Linked DNA regions of Zea mays: region 2 is linked to region 1. Evidence: chromatin contacts called from public Hi-C data. All regions are on one chromosome and are shown on one strand. Each heading gives the region's core, a stretch centred on a gene start, on an enhancer-like site or on the middle of the called end of the contact. The rest is flanking DNA. Distances are from core to core; before and after follow the strand shown.

The links. Hi-C and Micro-C count contacts between places; a contact is called where the count stands out from the background.
Region 2: a contact with region 1 is called in a Hi-C map of leaf, with 5 times the contacts expected there. The contact joins the promoter of LOC103647201 here to the promoter of LOC100284681 in region 1. A contact is called at or near these places in 6 of 25 Hi-C or Micro-C datasets (ear, endosperm, leaf and 1 more).

What each region holds. Positions count from the first base shown.
Region 1 is chr2:161,801,760-161,807,860 of Zm-B73-REFERENCE-NAM-5.0, forward strand. It overlaps LOC100284681, which reads right to left and starts at 3,855. Exons shown (of 12, transcript NM_001157576.1): 1 at 3,375-3,855; 2 at 2,324-2,454; 3 at 1,856-1,897; 4 at 1,126-1,237; 5 at 950-1,028; 6 at 669-838. The coding sequence starts at 3,635.
Region 2 is chr2:161,961,695-161,967,795 of Zm-B73-REFERENCE-NAM-5.0, forward strand. LOC103647201 (poly (ADP-ribose) polymerase 1) reads left to right here and starts at 3,287. Exons shown (of 20, transcript NM_001301609.2): 1 at 3,287-3,523. The coding sequence starts at 3,380.

The DNA.
Region 1 (6,101 bases), core at 2,605-5,104:
TCCGTCCTACTTTGCCAGTATCTCTATAAAATAGGGCTCATGCATTTTTTGTGAAGATACAAATACTTGTTTTTGTATTCAATATTACTATGTTGCACAATAAACTACACATCAAAATATAACACCATATATTTATCTTTATATAAGCTAGCCTATCTGACAAGTGACAACATAAACCATAATTTTTAAAATCTATATATAATAACATAGTAGGAACTAGGTGGCATTTTATAATAAGAAAATAGCCACACAAGTTTGCATCGACGAGGACTTACCCGGGTGGTCAACTGAACTAGCTCAGCTTCTTTAAACCATAAACGTTTACATGGAATAGTTTTTTAATTCATACTCCCTCCGTCCCAAAATATAGTTCTTTCAAGCTCACCTTTTTCCCATCCACATTCATTCAAATGATAATGAATATAGACATATATGCAAACTACACTCATATGTTACTTAATTGAATGTTTGATCAGTATAAAACGGATTATATTTTGGGACAGAAAATATTAAATTAGCAATTAGGATAATAATACCAAGGCAATGTGTCAACGTTGAAGAACTAAAGAAAATTAATTAGCATGGGACATGCAAACAAAGCACTTCCACATATAATATTGGACATGTAAAAAAATGATTACAGAGTCGAGATAACTTAGGATGTTAACCTCTTTAAATATCCCATCTTCTGTTTTGTCCCAGAATGGTCGTCTTCCACACAGCAAAATATAGGTTATAACACCTATACTCCAAACATCGGATTCTGGCCCTGACCTGCGTTTGAGTACTTCTGGTGCTACGTAGTAGGCACTTCCAACAATGTCACGGAATTGCCTCCCTGTGATTGCAAGCAACAATAGTTAAGTGTAACCTATAACTAACACATACTGCAAAAGTCAAACAGGGAAAACTACAGAACATTAAGTTAAAAACATGTGCATGCATGCACCTGGTTTTATGAAGTCTGAAAGACCAAAATCTGTAGCCTTAAGGGGCGAGTCCTCCTTTTTTGATTTGAATAGGAAGTTCTACACACCAATAAGATTATTAGCTACTCCTTTTAATAAAAAGGTATTAGCAACTACTATTTATGACAGGATTCTATCTTATACTTTCAGAGTATACCTCAGGTTTCATGTCCCGATGAACCAAACCATGCAGGTGGCACTCAGCTGCAACCTTGAGCATCTGTCGGACAACTACTGCAGCATCTTTCTCGCTGTAACGACTATCTTTCCTGTTCAGGCACAAAATATGAATTCCAGCATAAGATGCCTTCTAGATACATCAGAACAGCAGCACTATATAGAAAGAGTGTAAAGTGTAAACACAGCATAGATGAGTAGGAAACTATGATGTCTTCTTTTCTAAAAGAAGTATGGAAGTGACTAGGATGTCCCATCTCAATACATCAATAATGCTAGATATACATATCAAGAAACTTCTTATCATATACGGACTCTTGCCATGCTTCACTGTGCAGTGTCAATATAAGACAGAGACGAATCAAATTATAGCGAAACCTATATGGCTATATCTAGTAGGCTCAGTATCTAGACAATACTATCTTCATAAGAAAAACTATTGTGTTTATGCTCTAGTACAAAAAATTACCAGACAATCAAAATAACAAAAGCAGAAATTCAAGAAATATTCTGGAATCCACTCTGAAAAGAGAAATGACACGTAAAAGAAACACTTAGTTGAACAAAAAGAGGTAAATACTTAGCTTAACCTTGCGCTGTTGCGCATACTCCATATAAGTTAACAGAGGGAGAACACATAATACGACACTTGTGCAACAAGGGTAAGATAAGAGCTGTCATAGACATCTAAGCATTATGATATTTCTTACTTGGCTAATATCCGATCAAGTAGCTCGCCACCCTCACATAATCTGACAAAATGAACAAAATCAATGGAAGTCAGATATTTAATTAGCTTGTGCAGTGAGAAAAGGGCCAGGAACCATCAGAATTGCTTGCAAACAAATATAATCTGCCCTTTTGTCCTGAATTCTCTACAAACCAGCATTATCGTAGAATTTCTCCAAAAATATGATGCTATTAGATTTTGAATATGACATAACAAACTCATGTCCTCAAACTCCCAACTGCCCTGATGGGCCTTACTATGATAACTCATCCATAAAAGTAATGGAAAATTTTCTGACAGAAGGCTAATCAAACATCTATAGACCACTCTTAAGTCATATTTGATCAGGTTTCCTACAGAATCCTTGGTGGTTATATATTCACACAAACCTACCTATAAATGGAACTTGAAAGATTACAAGAACAATGAGATATTTTCCATAACTTACTCCATGACTATATAAACATAGTTGTCATCTTCGAATGCATTGTAAAAGTGTACAACATTTTCGTGCCCTTGTAATGCCTTTAAGATTTTAACTTCTCTCTTTACGTCTTCAACAGCAACAGGAAGGACCATCTGCAAGGAAAATAGCCCATTTGTGTCAAGTTAATTCTGTAGATTATATTTCAAAATATGAGTTAGTTCTGTACTTTTCTTGATATTATGAACAAATAACACTCTATGATGTACTGATAGTGAATGCGCATAGGAACAAATGTAAACCAACATGTGTCCGTTGAGGCCAAGGATCATTTTTGGAAGTGTTATATTTCTTATACAGCCTATTTCATTACAGATAAAAAAGAATGATCAGTTACCTTCATTTAGACAAAAGTGCAGAAAACCAAATATGTTCCTAATACCGTTATGTCACAACTGCTTAAGGCCAAAGAAGAGCTGTCATTATCCATGATCCATGATATGCTCATCAATAAGTTTTGTAATACAGACGCAATTCGTGACACTGAAAACGAGAACCAAACCATCAGTGGTGAACTCATGATCTCTGTAGCTTCCATGGCCGCTAATCAGTAGATCTAACTTGCCCACACTATGTAATCTAATCCAAAGATGAGGAGCTCTCTCCTACGTGTTCTCGGAAAGGAAAAGACTGCCCAAATTAGCAGATGTGTACAGTAACACCAAATAAGTCAGCACGTCTTTTCTTTTTTTTAGGGCAAGTCAGCATAGATGTCTTTATTTGAAATTCCTGTTTCTGCCGATTTGTCCATGTGCAGTGTACCGAGGCAATTGGCATTTGGCAACTTGTGACTTTTCCGAAGCTACCGCACTCGTGATAAACGAGAAGCACCAACAGCAAAACCTGCAGGCTAGCCCAGCTGGCGGCGTGACACAGCATAACTACACAATGAGGTCTCAGGCCTGGCCCACCCGTCAGCCAGCCAGCAACACGAGACGCTCCTCCGCCGATAAGGTAATGAGAAAAGGAACGATGAAGGCCCGGTCACCGGCGATCAGAGCACGAATAGCAGTACCTTATTCTTGTCGATGCGCTTGACGGCGACGCGCTCGGTGGAGGCGCGATCGACGGCGGCAAAGGTGTAGCCGAACTGGCCGTGGCCCAAAAGCTTCCCAAGCGAGTAGCGCACCTCGAAATCCTTGTCGTATCCGAAGTCGGTCCGCTTCCCGCACGCGACGATCCCGCGCCCCTTCTTTGCCGCGGCGGCATCACCCGCGGCTGCGGCGCCGGGGTCGGAGGCGGCCCGGGCGGCGGTGGAGGAGGAGCAGAGGCCCATCGTCAGTGGCTCCTTCCGGTGCCCCCGCAACCATCAATGGTCTAGGGGATTCGGAGTCAAAGGAAGAGGAGACTTTGTACTAGCTCGTTCTTTGGGGAGACTCGACGCGCCTCTCTCTTCTTCAGTGATCTGGTGTGATGGCGATGTCGTCGCCTCCTCCCTCCTGCCTGGTTTCGGGAGTAAAAAAAATGGCGGTGGCTCCGCGTCTGCGACTTGGCCCGCCGCGACACCTTGGCTGCCCGTCAAGATGACGTTGTGGGGACTGGAGAGGTGGGGCCCGCGTGTCGGTAGGTGGGCTGATTTTAGGGGCCGGTGAGGCGGGTTGGGTGGGGAGGGTGCGGGGTGACGTGGCGGGGAAATGGGAAGGAAAGAAAGGCGACGCGATTTGTGCGCGGATGTTGGTGACCTGGTGGCACCGTGTTGGACAGTTGGAGTCCCCGGGCCGGGTCCCCCCCACGGTGAGGGTGTTCTTTTTTATTATTTTCTTTCAATTGTACTAGGTGGATGGCCGTGCGTTGTAACGGGAAGATAAAATATCACGATAACTAATGTACAATTGTGTTATAATATTATAGGAAAAGGTTTCGTAATTTATTTGTGATCCTACCCATACATTAATATACAAAAACACTAATTATTATTCTATATTTTTGTTAGTATCACTAAAAGTAGATGTTTACATACCTTAAAAAATATAGGTGTATATTCATCTGTTGCTATGGAATCAATATGATAAGATACATTGATATGCAAAAATACTAATTATTATTCTATACTTTTGTTAGCATCACTAAAAGTAGATGTTTTCATACCTTAAAAGATATAGTAAGGTACGTGCCAGAGTAAGTCACTTTTTAAGGAATATACTCTGACATCATGAACTTAGAAAACTTGCTAGCAGCAATCCATCGCCTACTGCTTGTCTCTCTAGAAGAGGTAGCCAGCTCCCCTTCCTTCAAATACATGGAATGCTTGGTGTGATTTGAGTACAAGGAATGACAATTTCTACAATCAGAAGCTGCTAACTGCATACAAGCAAAACAAAAGGAATAATTCCATTTCACATTGAATAAGAGATTAGAAGTGGGAGCACAACTCGTTTGTCAGTTTTTTTGCCGAAGCCCGACGAAAATTACAAACAAGAAATGGATAGAGCAAGAAAAGGAGTGCTCTAAATTAATGACATCTAAGTAAAAGACATAAACCTTTTCCTTTCTGCTTCTATGTACCCTACATAAACAACCCAAAACTTAACCCCCTAGTTTGCAGACCGTGGGTTTGTTGCTGCTGCTCATCACTAACAAATAACAATAAAATCAATACGATAAAAAATTACAAGTAAAATGTCATTGAATTGCATACTGCAATTCTTTATAATAGAGCGAGGAGGGAATCTCGCCTCCCACATGGTCCACATCTTCACCATTATTTTCAGTCGATCGATCTCATATCCACGTCTTCTGAGTGCAACTCGCACATGCGTGTACAGTACCTCCTTTGCATAAGGCTGCAGTGTGCGGTCCATCCTGATGCCACAAGAATCTTCCAGACGGGAGACGAAAGCGCGCCACAGTGGTAAAAGGGAAAATGGAGGAACCATCGTTGTCTCCGCCGAGCCGTGCCACCATCTGCTTACTTCCTTATCTCACCAACATTGTAGGCGATTGGTTCCTTTCTTTTCGATTCCTGTGTTTTTCTCCCATTCGAATAACGTTAAGAGTACCTTATTTGTTTAGTTAACACATCATCGATGTTGTTGTTCGTTCCATTCTTTTTTCATGCACCATATAATTAAATCATGCATAATTAAGATATTACTATTTGTATTATAGGATATAAGTGAGGCGAATAACATAAAATGTGCAAAAGAGATGTTCACACTATTCCAAAATGGAAGGTATGCATCTCATGGAAAATATATTTACTGAAAATTTATAAAATAACTGTTTCAAGATTCTAGATTTATAGAGGATATGTGTTTCCCCAACAACCCTGTTGGCAATTCCTTGCTGTAATTTAAATAAGACAAAAAAACTAAATTAGAATCTGCTTATAGAAAGAAACTCCAAGTAAAGCTCGAGAAGATTTATAGAAAGGTTCTCTAAGGCATCAGAACCGTTCAAGAGATATATGCAGGAGTAATTAAACGGATACCAGATATTAAAGTGAAAGCATGAGGTCGTGTTGCCAAATACTTTCTGAATATCACAGAAAATTAGAATGGAAGGAAGGTAACATGTTCTTCACGCTGATCTCTATTGCTATACAAATGTAAATTCCTTGGGTTTTACTTTCCTTGGTCTGCAGGTTGTCTTTGGACAAGTCAAGGTCCCTGAGATGTGAACAAATCCACGGCTTTCCTTGGTCTGACCTCTATGGCTATACAAGTCAAGAAATGCGCTTGGTTCACGAAGTCCTTGAAAACTTTCTTTTAGCGCACAGTTCTTTTGGGACAACTAAGACCCA
Region 2 (6,101 bases), core at 2,037-4,536, 160 kb after region 1:
TTGCAAAGTCAAGGTTGATCGAGTTGAGAAGAGATATGGTGCATCGAGGATCACGACTTAAGAAAGTGACTTATAACCAATGAGATAATACATATGGCTATGTGGTGTAAGTCACAAGGCTTAAGATCAAGCTCAAGAAGTGAACAAGGTCACTAGAAGGAGGAGTAGTCTCAAATCTAGAACCTAGAAGCATTCCAAAAGAGCTGAGTTCACTTTGATATATTAGTTTGGGTTGTTCCTATGTTTGGATATGTTTTATGTGACCTTTGCAGGGTGTTGGAGCTCATATATATCAATCTAGATCAAGTTAAGTTGACTTGATGATTTAGAGTCCAACATCGACCTCAAATAGGTCAAAATGGGTAAAACGATGAAAAATATTAAGTATGTAAGGTTTGAGTGTTCAACTATGGGCCTGTTTGGTTCAGTTTTTTTTTCTGACCAACTTTTCTGAGAATCTAGTTGTGAAGAGAATTTGACTGTGGAGATGAAGGTGTCCATAGAGTACAGGATCTAAAAAGTGACGGATTCCTACTATTGCAACGACTCGACTGATTATGTGTTTATGTTCGATTTTTATAGAAGCTAGCTAAAAAGCTTAGCGTTTGGCAAATCCACAACAACTTTTGGTGGCTAGAAGCTGAAAAAGCTGAAACAAACATGGCCTATGTTGAATACACCTTTTACTAAATGTTAGGTACTTTGGTTTGCTCTCTAACTCTTTTTTTAGAGAAAGTGCCATTCTGGCTCTGTTTGAGGAAAAACAGAAAAGATGGGAGAAGAATGAGAAAGAGGTAACTTTCTAGGACTAAATCAATTGGATTATACTTTAAATGTATTTTTATCTAAGTCTCAGGAAAGTCATCCAAAAAGTTGAAGTCAATTAGAGAAAGAATGGAAGAAAAACACTTAGTGTGTGCTGGCTGACGCACATGACAGTGAATAATAACATGCCCAGTGTATAGGACAGTAAATAGTAACTTATCCGGTGCACATGACAGTGAATATAACCTGTGCGATGCACCAACGGCTAGCCCTTTCAGACAAGGAAGAAACAAATCAGATCTGAGCAAATTTCTTGATTTTGTTCCAACGACTATGGGTGGCCTGAGGTTATAAAAGGACCCCTAGGCGCCCATATTCAAGCACCCAGTCTCCCAAATGCATCAACAAATTGTAGACACATTGCAAATCATTTTTGTCTCCCTCTCTTGTGTCTCTCTAGTGTGTGTGTAAGCGTAGTTATAAGCCAAGGAGAGTAGAGGAGTGTTGTTGCAAGTTAGAGCAAGGTCTTGAGCATACCGTTACTCTACCGGAGAGCTGCCGGCATCTGTGATAGCCTCGACATCGACATAGTGGAAACCTCGATCTGCCACCTGGTGACAGATTTGAGCAAACAGAGGAAATAGTTAAAATAGACTCCAAGTCAGGTTGGCTAACTTTAACGTGGCCTAGACAAGCATTTCAGGCTTGGCCGAACCACAGGAAAAAACCCTTGTACCCTGTGCGCTCTTGTTGTGTTGTTCTCTGTCTCTTTTTGATTGCTTTATCCTTTACACTTTTATACTTATATTTGGTATAATTTTTTTTGAAGTGCAAGCTATCGACATGGACTCTGATTCTGCTGCTACCTACTCGAAGTGATTTTCATTCCACTGTGATCTAGCCTTTGAGTAGAGTATAATTTCTAAACTTTTAGGTTAATCTTTTATTTGCTTATTCACCCCTCTAGACGACATCTAGATCCTGTTCCGGGCAAAGGGAACTTTCACCGCTTGCTATTTATTTTTTACTAAAAATATATTTTATTTTATTTATTCTAATAATTAATTATTTAAATCTTATTTTATTTTCTATCCGCCATGACTCTTTATTAATATATTAAATTGATAAATCAGTTTACAATTCCATTTTTATATTTTTTTTTATTAATAACATTTTTATTTTATTTATTACAACGCTAATTCGTATCACTTTATTAGTATATGGAGCTTTAATAAGGAGTAAAAAGTAGGATCCAAGGTGTTTTGATTTTGTACAATAAAAGTTGTACTTTTTAAAGTAGTAGCAGAAAAGTTGAATCCTTTAGTTCAACTTCCACCTTTTCAAAATAGAAGAAGGTTAAAAAACCCGAACCAAATACATCCTTAGCATAATGACTGCTTCATTATAGCAACGAGTTGGTTTATAGGACGAAGGTGGTTTCAAAGGTATCAATTTATGGTCTAATTTATAGAAACTATATTTTCAATTTCTTAAAAACCAACAAGTCTAGGTAAACCCAGTTTTTATTCGTTTAATTACATCAATGCCTTTTGTTGATTTTATGAAATTTACATTTGTTGTCACCTCTTTATAAAATAAATAAAAGGGTAGATTAGTCGTGTGTATAAAAAAACTATAAACTAGTTTCTTGAAAACCTTGTTCTAAACGCTCTTACCCAACTTTTTTAAAACTAGTTTCTAGAAACTGGTGATAAAAACTGATTTTTAAAAATTAAAGTACTTTTAAATGCCTAAGTGATTGTTACTTGCCTCAATCATCTAGATAGGTATATAAAATTAAGGTTGAAAAGAGACCATATCATGGTGTCCGGTCTGAGAAATGATTTGGATCACCATCAATTTATTTCTCAAATTTCATATCGTGGAAGGAAGTAGTTTAATGCATCATCATATTATTTCTCATAAGTTACTAATTAATAATAAAATTATTTCACCAAATTTAGAAAACAAACTCATGATATAATATCTCAAGGATAAATGATTTCTTAAACCAAACTTCCACAAATCTTTAGCACAACCTGAGAAAGTGAACGGAGAAAGTGAGGCTATCCGCAACCGTTACCCCTAAATTTTTCCCCCTATATCACTTTCCCCCCTATTTTTTCATCTCCCGCAGCGGTTCCCCCTAAATACTCCCCCTATACCCCACTACCACTATAAAATATCATTTTCTATACCAACTATCAATTTTTTATCTACTAACAATTACTCGTGGACCCACTGCACAGTGTTTAGGGTGATGAACAGTGACACGCTATATCTGGGGGGAGAGAGAAGGGGACCGACACGTAGGGGACGCTGTAGAGGGCACCGCTGCGGCCATAGGGTGCTCCCTACGCGCCGCATGCAAGGGGAGGGGAAAGGGCAGCGTATACCGCTGCAGTTAGTCTGATCACCCAAATATTCCAAGAAACAGATATATATATTTTTAAAACAAACGAATTTGCGATGGTACACGTGAAAAGATAGAGGCTTTTACCTGTTGACACTCCAGAAGTCAGAACCCACCTTCGGCTTCCTCTGTCGTCCGGCCTCCAACTCCATCGAAGGGGCTAGGGAGAGGAGGGAACCCGAACCACAGCAGGCCGGCGCAATGGCGGCGCCGCCAAAGGCGTGGAAGGCGGAGTATGCCAAGTCTGGGCGGGCCTCGTGCAAGTCATGCCGGTCCCCTATCGCCAAGGACCAGCTCCGTCTTGGCAAGATGGTTCAGGCGTCACAGTTCGACGGCTTCATGCCGGTGCGTAATCTCTCTACCAGCTCTCCCAGCACTCTTCACTTGATAGATTAGCGAATCTTCGTTAAATCTTGGATGGGTTCCGAAGGTTAGGGTTTAGGTGCCTCGTCGCGTTCTTGGTGGTTTCTGTGAGTTGGGTCTGGAATGCAGGCCGTTCTCAGTGGTTTCTGTGGGTGGTATCTGGAATGCAGGCTAGATTGGATTAGTGGTCGCCGTTTTGGGGCCATTTGCTATGAAAAACCTGTAGGTCTGATGTTGTGCTAGGGATTTTTCTTGATCTGTGACTATATAACGTGCATGGCGGTAATGCCACTTGATTTTGGTGCGTCTGAATGAACGTAGTGTCAGCGTTCTTACTAGAGGAAGAACACTGAACGGAGATTACAGACAAGAAGAGACGAAGAAGGAGGATTGAGCGTGAGCTTTGGTATTCTGTTATTTCCAAAACTGAATGTCTTTTCCCTCAACTCTCCTATTTATTCTATTACAACCACTATTTAATACGGGCCTTAACGAATCCATTCGGCACCAGAAATTCTGGAGCTGGGCTTCCTAGTGCGTCGGCCCACCATCTTGTCTTGTGGCCCTTCCAGCGTTGTCTCCCCTGCTCCATCTTCAGAATGCCCTTCAGCCATTCCAGGAGAGCTGACATTCCCTTCTCCTCGAAAGAACGCTTGTCCCCAAGCGTTGGCTTTAGGAAATTTTGCACGGAGAGCTTCTTCATCTTCCCATGAATCCAATGCGGCATCCGACTGTGACCACCTGACAAGCACCTGCTGCACTGGGCTGCCTCCTCGTGATATCACGCGTCTGTCCATGACTTGAAGAGGAACTTGGAGAGAACTGTCAGTCCCAGGCAAGGTAGCACTGACCTGATTGTCACCTTTGGAAAGCTTGAGTTGTGATACGTGGAAGATGGGATGGACAGTGGCACCTGGGGGCAACTGAAGCTTGTAAGCAGCCTTACCAATTCTCTGTAGCACCACATATGGCCCAAAATATTTGAAACTAAGCTTGTGATTTGCACGAGCTGCTACAGATGTCTGAACATATGGTTGCAATTTGAGGTAAACTGAATCCCCCACGTTGAACTCTTTGTCAGTTCTGTTCTTGTCAGCCTGTGCCTTGATGCGCTGTTGAGCCCGAAGAAGATGTTGGCGAACAACACGGACCATCAATTCTCTATCATTCAGCCAGTCCTGAAGATCTCCAGAGACAGGCGTGTCATTCAGAGTAATTCCAAAATGCCTGGGAAGATGGCCATAAAGGACTTCAAAGGGCGTTCGTCCCAACGAAGAATAATAACTGGAATTGTACCAATATTCGGCTATAGATAACCATGACAACCATTTGGATGGACAGGCGTGTACAAAGCTGCGAAGAAAGGTCTCAAGACATTGATTTACACGCTCTGTCTGACCATCGGTTTGTGGATGGTATGATGAACTCATCTTCAATGTGGTCCCTGACAGCCGAAAGAGCTCTTGCCACAAGTGACTAGTAAAGATCCTGTCTCGATCTGATATGATTGACAGTGGTAAACCATGAAGCTTATACACTGAATCTAGATAAACTTGAGCCACCTTGAGGGCCGAAAATGGATGTAACAGTGGTAGGAAGTGAGCATATTTAGAAAAGGTGTCCACCACCACAAGAATAGTATCAGCATTACGAGAACGGGGCAAACCTTCAATAAAGTCTAGGCTGACCACTTGCCAAGCCTGTTCTGGGACAGGAAGAGGTTGTAGCAGCCCCGGGTATTTACTCCGGTCAGGCTTGGCTTGCTGACACACCTTGCACTGAGCAACATAATCTCTGACTGCCAGTTTCATACCAATCCATGCAAATGTTTGTTTGACTCGACGGTATGTGACAGGAAAGCCCGAATGCCCACCTAAAGGACTATCATGCAGGGCTGCGATAATTGTCTTATGGAGACCAGGATCTGCTCCCACCCATACTCTTCCTTTGTATCGAATAATACCAGATTGCAGCGTATAAGGTCCAGATGCTGCTCCAGTAACAGACAAAGCAGACAACAATTGTTGCGCCTTTGTATCCTGCTGATAACTGTCAACGACCTGCAGTATCCATTGGGGCACAACCGTGGACAGACTAAATAACACTGCATCCATATGGGGACGTCGAGACAAGGCATCTGCCGCCCCATTCTCAATTCCTTTTTTGTAGACCACACGATACTGAAGTCCCAGAAGCTTAGAAAACACCCGCTGCTGCCACGGTGTATGCAATTTCTGCTCAGTCAAATGGGACAAACTGCGATGGTCAGTGAAAATGAGAAACTCAGCATGTAACAAGTATTGTCGCCACTGAGTAACAGCTAAAATGATAGCCAAGTACTCCTTCTCAATTTCTCATACACAGACAAGCCTTGATTCTTGGGCCCAAGGGCTTTGCTCACAAAGGCCAAGGGATGACCTTCTTGTAGTAAACACAGCACCGACCCCTACCCCCGAGGCATCAGCTTCTATGGCGAATGGAACTTCAAAATTGGGCAGTGCCAAGACTGGAGCTGAACATAAGGACTGCTTCAGTGTGTCAAAGGCAACATTGTGGTCAT